2 separate regions of the Sus scrofa genome follow, and region 1 is linked to region 2. Evidence: chromatin contacts called from public HiChIP or PLAC-seq data. All regions are on one chromosome and are shown on one strand. The core of a region is the stretch at or near the end of the contact, and the rest is flanking DNA. Distances in the headings are between cores, read along the strand shown.

Region 1 (7,078 bases), core at 2,756-5,255, 78 kb after region 2:
GGGCCGGCAGCTGTAGCTCCGATTCAACTCCTAGCCTGGAAACCTCCATATGCCGCAGGTGCGGTCCTGAAAAGCAAAAGGAAAAAAAAGAAAAGGAGCCAATAGCCAGATTCCTTTCTGTGCACAGAATATAGAGGACCAGTTGCTGAAGGGCGCTCTGTCTCAGCTTCCGCTCTTAAACCATGACCCCAAGGAGAAATAAGCGGGTATATTCTTTAGTGTGGATCTGTCCTGTTCCACTTCTCTTGGGGAGAGCGAACAATTAAGGACATTTTGCTTCCCCATGTGGTTTATGCAGTCAATTAGTTCCCTCCAATTCCCAGTCAAGTCCATGGCTAAGATGAACAACATCAGACAAGAAACAAAGGAGTGAGACAAGAAACAAAGGAGTGAAGGAATCTAAGAAACGAACGCCTTTGAAAGGAAAAAAATGTTGCTGCCCTTGGACTGATGGACCCAGATAAGGCTTAGACACAGAAACCCCTTCTCCAAAGAGGTCCCAAACAGAGATCTCCTCGAAGGTATCCCAAACACAGGCTTCCCAGAATGATCCCCAAAGATTCACCCAGAAAGCAGAGACAGATCACGCCCCAAAGAGATCCCAAACAGAAACCTCTCCAGAGGGAACTCCTGGTGTAGAGCCTACCCCCTCGAGGGGGCTCATACAGGAAGCCCTGCAATTAAGGGATATCCCAAGAGAGACTCCCAGACGGGTCTCTAGCACAGATTTCCCCACGACGCGCTCCCAGAGAATCAGAATTCTAAAGCGTCCCGGATGCGGTGGTCGATCCCGGCCTCCCAGCTCCGTACCTCCTGGGGCCCTCCAGGTGGGCAGGGAACGGGGGTGTGGCAGCACAGCCGTAAGCCCTTGGGTCTTTCTCCGGGTTGTCAAGGCTCCGTCCGGGCCCGCCCGTAGCTTCCATCCGGCAAGCCCATTTCCGGCGGCGGAGAGCGGTCGCCGGCCCCACAGCGCCCCCGGAGGCCGGCGGGGAAATGACGGCCGGGACCTGGGCTGGGTGGTCGGCCCAACGCAGGGTTCTAGGCTCCCGGGATCTCAGATGCCCAAATGTTCTTTCTCTAAAGGTTAACAGTACAGTAAGCCTGAGTTTATTCAGTCGTTTATCCATCCAAGGTCTTCTGAGCGCCTATTCTGTGCCAGGTACAGGACCACTTGCTGAGAAGAAACTGGCAAAATAGACATGGTAACTGCCCATTAGAATGTCACCACCTAGGAGTTCCCATAGTGGCTCGGCGGGTTAAGAACCTGACTAGTATCCATGAGGATGAGGGTTCCATCCCTGGCCTCACTCAGTGGGTTAAGCATCTGGTCCTTGCGGCCGAGGTGCACCGTAGGTCACAGAAGCCGCTCGGATCCTGCGTTGCTGTAGCATAGGCCAGATTGGACCCCTAAACCTGGGGACTTCTTATGGGTGCAGCTGCCTTGGGTGCAGCTGAAAAAGAAAAAAAAATAAAAAAGAAGAAAACCTCATCATCTAGAGGAACTAGACATCTAAACCAACAATTACAGTACAGCATGGTAAGAGTTACTACAGAAGGGCTACGGGAGCACAACCAAGGGGCATTTACCTGGGGTGGGGGGCAGTGGACACCACGAACTCCTTGGAACCTTCCTGGAGGATTTATGTCCTCCTGCGGTAGCTTGGGTTGTTTCAGAAGCTCCGGCTTAATCCCCAGCCTGGTACAGTGGCTTAAAGGTTCCCATGTTGCTGCAGCTGCTGATTCAATCTCTGGCCCAGGAACTTCCATGGGCCAGAGGTGCAGCCATTTAAAAAAAAGAAAAAAAAAAAAAGTCACTCTGGGAATTCCCACTCTGGTGCACTGGATTAAGAATCCAACTGCAGCAGCTCAGGTCTCTACAGAGGGACACACAGGTTTGATCCCCAGCTGGCACAGTTGGCTAAAAGGATCCGGTGTTGCTGCACCTGTGGTGGCAACTGGGATTCAGTCCCTGGCCCAGTGAACTTTCACATGTTGTAGGTATGGCCATATTAAAAAAAAAAAAAAAAAAAAGAAGGCCACTTGCCACTCTGGTAGAAGAATGAAGCTTGGAGAGAGATGAGATGTGGGGTTAGTGAGGAGATTATGGTAGCATTCCAAGCTTTGTTTTGCTTTTTTTTTTTTTTTTTTTGTCTTTTTGCCACTTCTTGGGCCGCTCCTGCGGCATATGGAGGTTCCCAGGCTAGGGGTCGAATCAGAGCTACAGCTACCAGCCTATGCCAGAGCCACAGCAACGAGGGATCCAAGCCGCATCTGCGACCTACACCACAGCTCACGGCAACGCTGGATCATTAACCCACTGAGCAAGGGCAGGGATCGAACCCGCAATCTCATGGTTCCTAGTCGGATTCGTTAACCACTGCGCTACAACGGGAACTCCTGTTTTGCTTTTTAATGATGAGAGCCTGAACTGGGATGGAAAGGAGTTAGACTGGGGAGACATTTGGTAAGAGAATCAGTAAGACTTGGAGATATATGGGGAATCTTAGATTCAGAGAACACAAATTTGGAAGATACTTAAAGACAGATGGCCTTCTGCATTAGACTGTAGGCTGCCAAGCCACTGGCAAATGGGGCAGGTGGTCCGAGTCTGTGCCTTCCCAACCTAGCAAAAAGTAGGCACTTTAGAGAGGGCTGCTGAATGACTGGCTGGATGAACGACTTTTCTCTTCCAAAAACCTGAGCCTCTCCCATCCTCTGTTCCCCAGGTGCTAGGTGTGATTTAGCTTCCTCAGCACTGTGATAGGCAGGGGCCATGCAGGCAACTTACCAACAATGGCACAGACTGTTTTACTGAAGAAGGGGGATAAATCCTTTTTAAATTCCCTTGAGCCCCTCTTATTTTAGTATCCATTAACTCTAATTTTTTTTTTAATCTTTTTTTAGGGCCGCACCCACAGCATATGGAGGTTTCCAGGCTAGGGAACCTACACCACAGCCACAGCAACGCCAGATCTGAGCCACCTCTGCGACCTACACCACAGCTCAGGGCAACGCCAGATCCTTAATCCACTGAGCAAGGCCAGGGATGGAACCTGTGTCCTCATGGATGCTAGTCAGATTCGTTTCTGCTGAGCCACGACGGGAACTCCAGTACCGGTTAACTTTAATTTTTAACTTCAAACTCCCCCAATTTAACCTCAGGAAACCCCAATACAATTCAAGGCCACAAATATTATTGGTTTGAGTGAAGGGAGTTGCTAAAAAGATGATCAGGCTGTGTCCTTGCCCTCTCTGAGTTCCCGATCCAGACTGCATTTGACAAGACAAGCGTGCTGAGCAGGGAGTTTACATAAGGGTTGAGAGCAATGGGGACACTGTGGAGAAGGGACCTCACCCCGTGAGCTGCCTTATAAACTCCAGAGCAGAGTCTGGGGCCCCATGCCACCCTCCCTAGGTTTAATGCTGAGATGGCACTCCCGGAGGCTGACATGAAAGCAGCCTCATCAAAGGGTCAGCGTCATTAGGGTGATGAACCAGTTGGTGCTTGGAGATCCAGAGGGGATGAAAGGCGCGGTGTGAAGACGCCCTGCGTTCCTCTGGCTTGGTTGGGCAGGGCTTCTAGGGGCCGATGAACGCTGGGGAAGAAGGACTCAAAGTGTCTCTTCTTTCCTTTCGTGAAGGAAGCTGTGGACACACTCTCAAGGTCGAAAAGATAGTAGTGGGGGGGGGGGGCTCTTTCCCTCCAGGTCACAGGATCCCTACCCAGTCCGACTCTCCGAGCCTCACGGGAGACTCTCTAGGATTGGAAGTTGTTATGGCAACGAGGCTCTCAGAATACTGAGAAAAGCCAAAGCCTAGAGAGGAGACAGCAGCCTGTATCCCTCGTCCGACCCAAGGGTAAAGTGGCGCCCCCTACGCACAGGAACCGTCTCTGGGTCCCCGCCCCAGGGCGGAGACCACCGTGGACCTCCGAGGGCGGGAGGCCGCTCTGGCCCCAAGCAGAGCCTCTCGCTGGTAGACGGGCCCGAGGGAACCCCTCTGGGCGCAGCGCCGCCGAGCTGCTCGATGGTCCGACCGGAAGTGCTCTTCACCGCCGGCCTCCCACCCGGCTCTCTGGTCCCGGCGGTAAGATGGCGGCTGCCGCGGAGTGCGATGTGGTAATGGCGGCGACCGGGCCAGAGCTGCTCGACGACGAGGAAGCGAAGAGGTAACCGGGTGGCAGGGTAGGGGAACGGGCGAGCTTAAGCTCCGTGGCTCCGGGAACCCCGTCCTTGCCGTGGTGCAGCCCCTGTCGAGGCGATGCCCCGCCCTCCGAGACCCCCCCCCCCCAATCTGGGCTCGAGTCCGGATGGACCCCCTGAAGGGGCGCTCTCGGAGGTCGGCCCTTCCCTCCAGCTTCCGCCTGGCTGGGGAGCTGAGGCTCGGCCTTGTTTCCCCAGCAGAGAGGAAGGTCGTCCTCATTGCAGAGGCCAGGTCTCTGAGGGGATCTGGGAGGTTTGTTGCGGGGTGGGGGAGGCGGCGCAGTGGTGATGACGACTTCTTACATCGCCCCCGACCCCCTCCTCCTCTTGCTAACTTCTGCACATTGTTGTCTATCAGCACTTTGCATCGCCAGAACCCTCTTTTCTCTCTCCCTTTCCTCCGTAGTTATACCCCAGCGAGTACTAGTCTGGCCCGAGGTGATTGTGTGTCTTCATTATTGACCTGGTGGCCCCTCGGTTGCCCTAGAAGTTGAAGGTGATAAAGAAGGGTGAGGGGCTTGTCTCATGGTCTGCACGCCCAGCCCCCCGTCCCCCTCCGTCCTTCCTAAGATCCTCATTTTCCCCAGGACTATTTCTTAAGCAGCAAGAAGGAGGCCAGCTGCTTGGGCGCTGTTGGCGCTGCTGGGCAGCCGCAGTGGCTCGAGATTGCCAGTCCGGACTAGCCAAGGGAGCTGCTGAGTGAGTGGTTTTCGAGAACACTCTGGGTTTTGGCTACAGCTAAAGCAGGTTATTGGAGTGGGGTTGGAACACAGTTGTGGGTAGTCATACTTGTCCTAATGCTGGAGCGGAATTCACGAAAAGGTTCTGGAAGTTTGGAGCCCTTTCCTTATCAGGCGCAACTTAATTGACTACGGTTCCCTCGTTCTCCTTCCTACTTATTGCATATCTTTATATCAAGCCCATATGGCTTCAGTCTGGGTGGTTTCAGGTGGTGCGTAGTTCATGAGATCTGCAGTCAGGATTCTGAGGGGTATTTTGTTTGTTTGTTTGTGTGTTTTTACTGTCCAGGTTTGAAACATAAGGGGTGCTCAGGGAGGCAGATGAATAGTTACCAAGTTTAAGGATGGTTATTGCAGTCAGTGTCCCAAGTTCCTGACCTCTTGGAAGCCAAGAGCCTCACAAAGTGGAGTAGGCCCCTGGGATTTCAGAGACGTCAGGAAACCAGAGCAACTAGTCTCTCTCAGTTTTGAGCTTTCACAAACCAGTTACTTCCAGGTATTTAGAATTAAGCATCATCAGCATCATTAAGTAAGTACAAAACGAGACGCACAACTACCCCCAATACACAGAGCTTAAGTTAATTGTAAGGATTTACCTTGTGTTTGGAAAAAGTTCAATGGTTGTTTGTACTATAAATAGGAAGTTGGGTTGTAAGTAATTTAAAGTAAACTCACTCTGCTCAGTATGTATCTCTTTGACATGGAGTTCCCATTGTGGTTCAGGGGTAGCAAACCCAGCTAGTAACCATGAGGACGCAGGTTCCATCCCTGGCCGTAGCTCAGTGGGTTAAGGATTCCGAGTTGCCCTGAGCTGTGGTGTAGGTCGCAGATGTGGGTTGAATCTGGTGTGGCTGTGGCTGTGGTGTAGGCTGGCAGTTGCAACTCCAATTCGACCCTTAGCCTGGGAATTCCATGTGCTACAGGTGCAGCCCTAAAGAGACTAGAATGAAATAAAATAAATAATCTCTGACATAAGAACTGTCTCTAATTTGAGTTTCACTGCAAAGTCCCTATGTAAAGCAAATTCTTCTCCTTTAAACAAAAACACACATCTTTAGAAAATATTCTGTCATAAGAAACTTAAAACAGGAGTTCCTATTGTGGCTCAGCAGGTTAAGAATCCAACTAGTATCCATGAAGACGCAGGTTCAATCTCTGGCCTCTGTCTGTGGGTTAAGGATCTGGCATTGTCGAAAGCTGTGGTATAGGTCACAGATGCAGCTCGGATTCCGAGTGGCTGTTGCGTAGGCTGGCAGTTGCAGCTCTGATTCGACCCTTAGCCCACAAACTTCTTGCTGCGGGAGCGGCACTAATTAATTAAAACAGGTGATGCTGTAATGTACCCACATCACACCCACAAAAAATACGGTATTTGGTAGCAGTAAACAGAATAAGGGAGGGTGCTGACTTGAGCTAACGGCCTTATTTCATGGAGTTTAAGATGTCTTTGATTATGAAATGCACATTTGTTTTATCTACCGCTGAGGGAAAAAACCTGTGAATTTTACTATGAAAAAAATGCATTCTTATGAAATACTTATATGTTAAACATACTTATATAGATCTTTTTGAGACATGATAAAATATAAATATTACATACCGTTTATGTGAACAAATCAAAAGGAAAATAAACAAAAATCTGACACTTTGACTCTCCACCATATAAGGCACCCTTAGGAGGGTAAACATTGGGGTGTGTTAGTGAGAAAAAGTCTTGTTTATGTGTAGCTTTCCAATACTGAAAATGGAGTATTGACTTAGAAGTTTCAGAGGAAGATTATTTTATATTTTTCATATATTCTAGAATCCTCGTGTGCTGTCACAGCAGAGGGCAGGGATAGACACATCTCTTACGGATGCCCTTTACCATCCAACTTGGTTAGTTATTTGGCCAAGTTTGTGTCTCTTTTTATAGTCCTACTAGCAGTTCACTTGGGGACACAGGAGTTGATGGGTCTCTTGGGTTGTTTTTGTGAAGTCCAGCAAAGAGTCCTTCCTTGCATCTTTGTGCAAGGGCATCCTGCTGCTGCTACTGCTGCTAAATTGTCACAGTCCCACGGGGCAGAATGAGAGGAGCTTTTAAGACATTGGACCTTGTGGTTGTAGTATTTTAAATGGCTACATGTTTTATTTCCT
Region 2 (6,966 bases), core at 4,158-6,657:
CCGCCTGGCTTCCTGACCGGTCGGGGAGGGGGCCTCGCCACCTGAGCCCCCTGCTTACCGCCCCTCCTCTGGCGCCCAGACGAGCCTGCTGTCGGCCAATGCAGCCCGGGACGAGACGGCCCGCCTGGAGGAGCGCCGTGGCATCATCGAGTTCCACGTCATCGGCAACTCGCTCACGCCCAAGGCCAACCGGCGGGTGTTGCTGTGGCTGGTGGGGCTGCAGAATGTCTTCTCGCACCAGCTGCCGCGCATGCCCAAGGAGTATATCGCCCGCCTCGTCTTTGACCCGTACGTCCCCAGGAGAGCCCAGCGCTGCCATGCCCAGGCACCTCCGCTTAGGCTTCTCCACTGCACTCGTGCATGCACGCACGCGCGCAGACACACACACACTCCTCTCTCCAACCCTGGGCACGTTTTGCTCCTTAGTTCCCAGCACTGAGTATAGCTCAGGCCTCCAGAGCTGCGGGGTCCTGGGGAGTATCTGGGGTCAGGTAGGGCCTGTGACCTGACACCTCTCCCTTCAGGAAGCACAAGACTCTGGCCTTGATCAAGGACGGGCGAGTCATTGGTGGGATCTGCTTCCGCATGTTTCCCACCCAGGGCTTCACGGAGATTGTCTTCTGTGCTGTCACCTCAAATGAGCAGGTCAAGGTGAGTCCATGCCCCTGGCCCCAGCTCCATCCCACCACCTGCTTCTTCATCTGGATCCCGTCATCCCACCCTCCTTTAATGGCCAGGCAGTTCCTCACCCTCCCACAAGGTGGCAGTTGTGGTTGATGACGGAATCAAGGAAACACCCGTTGACAAATGGAGCCCAAGAATCAGTTACACTTCTGTTTCCTTCTAGTTGGGTTTTTTTTTTCCTTTCTTTTTTCTTTTCTTTTCTTTTTTTTTTTTTAGGGCCACACCTGCGACATACAGAAGTTCCCAGGCTAGGGGCTGGACAGAGCTACAGCTGCCGGCCTACACTGCAGCTTGTGCCAATGCCAGATCCTTAACCCAATGAGCGAGGCCAGGGTTCAAACCCTCATCCTCATGGATCCTAGCCTGTTTCTTAACCCACTGAGCCACATCGGGAACTCCCTCATAGTATTTTGTTGTTGTTGTTGTTGTTGTTGCTATTTCTTGGGCTGCTCCCGCAGCATATGGAGGTTCCCAGGCTAGGGGTTGAATCGGAGCTGTAGCCACCCGCCTACGCCAGAACCACAGCAACGCAGGATCCGAGCCGCGTCTGCGACCTACGCCACAGCTCACGGCAACGCCGGATCGTTAACCCACTGAACAAGGGCAGGGACCGAACCTGCAACCTCATGGTTTCTAGTCGGATTCGTTAACCACTGCGCCACGACGGGAACTCCCCTCATAGTATTTTTGAGGTAAAACTGACCCATAGGACTGTGTGAGTTTAGGGTGTGCAGCATGGTGATTTGAGTCATATGCGTTTTGAAATGATTACCACAGTAAGTTTAGTGAACGTCCATCATCTCATATAGATACAAAATTAAAGGAATAGAAAAAATATTCTTTCTTTGTGATAAGAACTCTTCGGATTTATTTAATTTATTATTATTTTTTTTTGCCTTTTCTCGGGCCACTCCCACGACATATGGAGGTTCTCAGGCTAGGGGTCAAATCGGAGCTGTACCCACCGGCCTACACCACAGCTGCAGCAACACAGGATCTGAGCTGAGTCTGTGACCTATACCACAGCTCATGGCAACGCCGGATCCTTAACCCACTGAGCAAGGGCAGGGATCAGGGATCGAACCTGCAACCTCATGGTTCCTAGTCAGATTCATTAACCACTGAGCCACGACAGGAACTCCTCTTCAGATTATAGTAACACTTTTTTTTTTGTCTTTTGTCTTTTTTGGGGCTGCACCCATGGCACATGGAGGTTCCCAGGCTAGGGGTCCAGTCAGAGCTGTAGCCGCCGGCCTACACCACAGTCGCAGCAATGCAGGATCCAAGCCAAGTCTTCAACTTTCACCACAGCTCACGGCAATGCTAAATCCTTTACTGAGCGAGGCCAGGGATCGAACCGTCCTCATGGATGCTAGTTGGGTTCGTTAACCTCTGAACCATGATGGGAACTCCTACAGCAACACTTTTGAGTGGATCTGTATGTCCTTCATCAGAAGAACTTTTACTTGACATTGCGGAGTTAATAAGTTTTACAACAGCCCTGAGCTGGGTGGGTGATAATTCTGGTTTCTGTCCTTTATTGTTACAACAGACCCCCTAGTAGGATCCCTAGTTGTCCAGTTTTACAGATCTGAACAGGTCTGCATGGTGCCTCCTTGATCCTGATGTGTGCAGAAGTCACTGTCTCTGGGGGTTCAGATGCTGCGATGAGTGGAGTTCCCCCTCCCCCACCCAGTTCCAAGGCCCAGGGACTGAGAACTAGTGGTCTGTGGACCACAGCTTCCTGGTTTGGCTCCTGGCCCTCCCTCCCGTGACCAGTCACCTGACTTGGGCACATTTCCTAACAGCTGAGTTTCAGGGGGTTTTTTGGATTTTTTTTTTTTTTTTTTTTTGGCTTATTGTCTTTTTTAGGGCTGATCCCTCAGCATATGGAGGTTCCCAGGCTAGGGGTCTAATCCAAGCTGCAGCCGCCGGCCTATGGCACAGCCATAGCAATATGGGATCTGAGCCACATCCGTGACCTACACCACAGCTCAGAGCAACCCTCGATCCTGAACTCACTGAGCAGGGCCAGGGATCAAAACCCGCAACCTCATGGTTCCTAGTCAGATTCGTTTCTGCTGCGCCACGATGGGAGCTCCACTGAATTTCAGTGTTTTAGCTCTTTCATGGGTTAACTTGAGAACAGGTCTGTAAGAACCTGTCTGCTGCCTCCTGTCTCTAGCTGCAGGCCTGCCCCCTCCCCGCCAGCCCTGTTCCCCTCCCCTGTCAGCCCTGCTTCCCTCCCCCGCAGGGCTATGGGACTCACCTGATGAATCACCTGAAGGAGTATCACATCAAACACAACATCCTCTACTTCCTCACCTACGCCGACGAGTATGCCATTGGCTACTTCAAAAAGCAGGTGACCCTCGCCTCACCCCGAGTGCCCACTGCCTGGGGACGGGTCATTCTGTCTAGCCCCCTGGTGTGGGTGGACTGGGGTCCCTTGGGTCCCCTGCTCCATCCAGCACCTGCGGAGCCGTCCTTCACGCCTCTCCTCCCTGGCTGCTGCCCCGGGAAGGAGCAGGGTTCTCAAGGGAAACTTCCCAGGTGCGGATTCAGGTTGGAAAAGCCTTGCTGATGCATCGGTGGGAACTCGCCACCTTCCAGGGCTTCTCCAAGGACATCAAGGTGCCCAAGAGCCGCTACCTGGGTTACATCAAGGACTATGAGGGCGCGACGCTGATGGAGTGTGAGCTGAACCCTCGGATCCCCTACACGGAGCTGTCCCACATCATCAAGAAGCAGAAGGAGGTGTGTGCGCGTGTGCGTGCTTTCACACAGGTGCACGCTCCATGGGGCTTTTCATGAACCTGCACGCGAGAGTGAGCACCGGTATGGGCATGTACCGCACATACACATGTGCATGTGTGAAGTGGGATGGCCCAGGAGCGATCCTTGCTCGTAGGAGGAGTGGCTGTTGGAGTCTGTGGTGGGGCCCTGACTGTGGCCCGAGAGGGTGGTTGCGGAGCTGGGGTTGGCCCCTCAGACTCTTCCTTCCCTCAGATCATCAAGAAGCTGATTGAACGCAAACAGGCCCAGATCCGGAAGGTCTACCCCGGGCTCAGCTGCTTCAAAGAGGGCGTGAGGCAGATCCCTGTGGAGAGCGTCCCTGGCATTCGTGAGCAGCGGGGGTCTTGGTGGGGGAGGGGGCGCACTGTTGGGGGTGGGGACAGGCATTCTTAGGGGCGTTCTCCCCACCCCTGCTTTGCAGGAGAGACGGGCTGGAAGCCGCTGGGCAAGGAGAAAGGGTGAGTGCTGCGCGGAGGGAGAGGAGCAGGGAGTGGGGGCGGAGGGACCAGGAGCCTCAGACTCCGCCTCTCGCCTCTCTCTCGCCCCAGGAAAGAGCTGAAGGACCCGGACCAGCTCTACACGACCCTCAAAAACCTGCTGGCTCAGATCAAGGTGGGCAGACCCCCTTTTGGGGGTCCCTGTGCCAATATCTGGCTTTGCGATGGGGGCGGGGCAGTCACCAGCTGGTTGTGGGCGCCGTGGGCCCGGGCCCAGCTTGGCTCTCCTTGCAGTCCCACCCCAGTGCCTGGCCCTTCATGGAGCCCGTGAAGAAGTCGGAGGCCCCAGACTACTACGAGGTCATCCGCTTCCCCATCGGTGAGGACCTTCCAGTCCAACCCCTTCCTCCCCTTTTCGCTGCGCCGCCCCGCATCGTCCCGGCTCCTTCCGTCCTGGGCCATGTGGCCTCTGAAAGGCACGCCCTTGTCCCCTGCTGCCCCAGACCTGAAGACCATGACGGAGAGGCTGCGCAGCCGGTACTACGTGACGCGGAAGCTCTTCGTGGCGGACCTGCAGCGGGTCATCGCCAACTGCCGCGAGTACAACCCCCCAGACAGCGAGTACTGCCGCTGCGCCAGCGCCCTGGAGAAGTTCTTCTACTTCAAGCTCAAGGAGGGCGGGCTCATCGACAAGTAGCCTGACTCTGGACCGTGGCCTCCACCCGTAAAGTCTCCGTCTCAGGCTCTGATCTGATGCCTGAGGTGGCCCTACCCAGGTCCCCCTCGGTGTGAGACACTCCAGCGGGGGCCCTGCACCCCGCGATCCTGCAGCCTTTCTGGGCCCTGGGGCACCGCACGCCTGCAGCTCTGTCCCATCCTTCCTTGTGTCTGACCTTGGGGAGGGGTTTCTGGGTCTGGAGCCCAGCCCCTCTAGAGTGGCTGGTGGCCCCCAGCCCGGGTCTCCCCACTAAGCTATGGCGTCTTAGAAGCCCGGGCCTGGCCCAGGTCACTGTTTCCTCAAGGGCAGGATTTCCAGTTTTCGCTTGAGTGACGGGCCCTCAGGGGTTGGAAGTTCAACCTGGACTGGAGGGGCCGAGCGTCATTCTGCACTGATCTGTTTTTCCCCTGGGGTGGGGGCATGGGGACCATTCATTTCTTGGCATTAATCCCTTGGAGGGAACAATAAAGTTCTTTTTTTTTTTTTCTCTGTGTGATTATTTATCAGTGGAATCCCCAGCCTCAGCAGGCAGGGCCCGTTCTGCCAGCATGGCTCACGCCTGTCCCCGCACCCCTGGGCTGATGGCTACCTGCCCGTAGCCCCCCACGTCTCCCTGCTTGCTTCTGCTGGGCCAGGCATCGTCACGTGGGTGGGATCGGTTACAGCCGCGGCCCTCACGGGGGCGGGGCGGGGCCGGGCGGTGAAGACCCCTCTCCAGGGGGTGGGGCCAACAGGACCCGGGAGGGAAGAAAGGGTATCTTGCTGGCAGCAGCCTTTCTGTCTGCCCTGCTTCTGAAGCTCGTAGTTTTTTTCGGAGGGGCAGGGAAGGGAGAGTCTTAGTTTGATCTCTGCTGGGCTAGCTCCTCCCTTCAGTTTCAGTTTCCATTTCCTTCTCAGCAAGCCCAGCGGCATCTGGGCTAAGCCCGCAGAGCGCAGAGCGGCCAGTGAGACGCTGAGGGAGCAGGTGTGGTCCTTAGTCCTCTGCCTCCCCTCCTACCCAGATAAGGTTCCTGGTAGGTCCCTCCGTGGCCCTGCCCTCTCCTCCCTCAGGCGGGGGTGGAGTCCGGGCAAAGGGAGTGGGGAGAGGCGCTGAGGGGAGGCTGGGCTGGGAGGGGTCCAGGGGTCTTGAGCTCCCTGCCATTCCTAGAATGGAGCTGCGACCCTACCAGTGGGAGGTGATCATGCCCGCTCTGGAGGGCAGGAATATCATCATATGGCTGCCCACGGGCGCTGGCAAGACCAGGGCGGCTGCTTATGTGGCCAAGAGGCATCTGGAGACTGTGGATGGAGCCAAGGTGGTTGTGCTGGTCAACAGGGTAAGTGGCCTGCCCGCCCCCCAGCAGGGTCTCAACTCCTCAGGCGCCTCTCAGGATCTTCCAGAACTCCAGAGCAGCTGTGGCCGTCTCCAAGCTCACATGTCTTTTCACCCATTCCAGCCCAGAGCCATGTCCTGGGGGTCACCCTGCCTTCCCTGCCCCTGGCCCTGCTCCAGCTTCCTCTCCCCATCTCATTCTCCACCCCCAGGTACACCTGGTGACCCAGCATTGTGAGGAGTTCAGCCGCATGCTGGACAGACGCTGGGCCATTACCACCCTGAGCGGGGACATGGGGCCACGAGCCGGCTTTGGCCACCTGGCCCGGAGCCATGATCTGCTCATCTGCACAGCTGAGCTGCTACAGAAGGCGCTGACCAGCGAGGAGGAGGAGGAGCACGTGGAGCTCAACGGTGAGGACCGCGGGCCGCGGGCAACGGTGTGCCCCCAAAGTCCCTGCCTGCCCACTCCAGGGCTCCTGTTCTAGTAAAAGCCTTGGGACATCTCGTGGGACGAGGGATCCCCGCTCACGAAACCGCAGCAGACACCTTCTAAAAACCAACCCCCGTCTACAATGCAGGATCTTGGGCCAGTCCTTTCCCCCAGCTGAGCCTCAGTTTACTAATCTGTAAAATGGAGGTAAATGGCCGCTGCCTGGCCCTGGGCCCAGCTGCAAGCAGTGAAAGGAGGAAGGAATTCTCCCATGAGTTTGGGGGCCACATGAAACAAAGCTTGTGGGAGGAAGGGATTTGCAAACACGGGTCATAACCTCCCCACCCCACCCCCACCCCCACCTTCCTGCAGTCTTCTCCCTGCTGGTGGTGGATGAGTGTCACCACACACACAAAGACACCGTCTACAACATCATCCTGAGCCAGTACCTGAAGCATAAATTCCAGAGGACGAAGCCACTGCCGCAGGTGCTTGGGCTCACAGCCTCCCCAGGCACAGGCAGGGCCTCGACACTCGATGGCGCCATTGACCACATCCTGCAGGTCAGCTCAGCCCCTGGAACTCT

What was found. HiChIP or PLAC-seq counts read pairs in DNA pulled down with a chosen protein or histone mark.
Region 1: a contact with region 2 is called in an H3K27ac HiChIP or PLAC-seq map of alveolar macrophages. The contact joins the promoter of DNAJC7 here to the promoter of DHX58 in region 2. A contact is called at or near these places in 8 of 47 Hi-C or Micro-C datasets (alveolar macrophages, blood, embryonic fibroblasts and 5 more) and 2 of 2 datasets of contacts at active chromatin or transcription factors (alveolar macrophages and skeletal muscle).

Annotation. Positions count from the first base shown.
Region 1 is chr12:20,721,932-20,729,009 of Sscrofa11.1, forward strand. DNAJC7 (dnaJ homolog subfamily C member 7) reads left to right here and starts at 4,006. Exons shown (of 15, transcript XM_003131409.5): 1 at 4,006-4,168. The coding sequence starts at 4,092. It overlaps NKIRAS2 (NF-kappa-B inhibitor-interacting Ras-like protein 2), which reads right to left and starts at 1,210. Exons shown (of 4, transcript XM_003131408.4): 1 at 811-1,210.
Region 2 is chr12:20,642,346-20,649,311 of Sscrofa11.1, forward strand. DHX58 (DExH-box helicase 58) reads left to right here and starts at 5,408. Exons shown (of 13, transcript NM_001199132.1): 1 at 5,408-5,648; 2 at 5,783-5,951; 3 at 6,160-6,361; 4 at 6,753-6,943. The coding sequence starts at 5,784. It overlaps KAT2A (histone acetyltransferase KAT2A), which reads left to right. Exons shown (of 18, transcript XM_013980960.2): 10 at 80-288; 11 at 525-651; 12 at 2,939-3,049; 13 at 3,238-3,441; 14 at 3,694-3,808; 15 at 3,902-3,938; 16 at 4,029-4,092; 17 at 4,212-4,296; 18 at 4,421-5,119. The coding sequence ends at 4,614.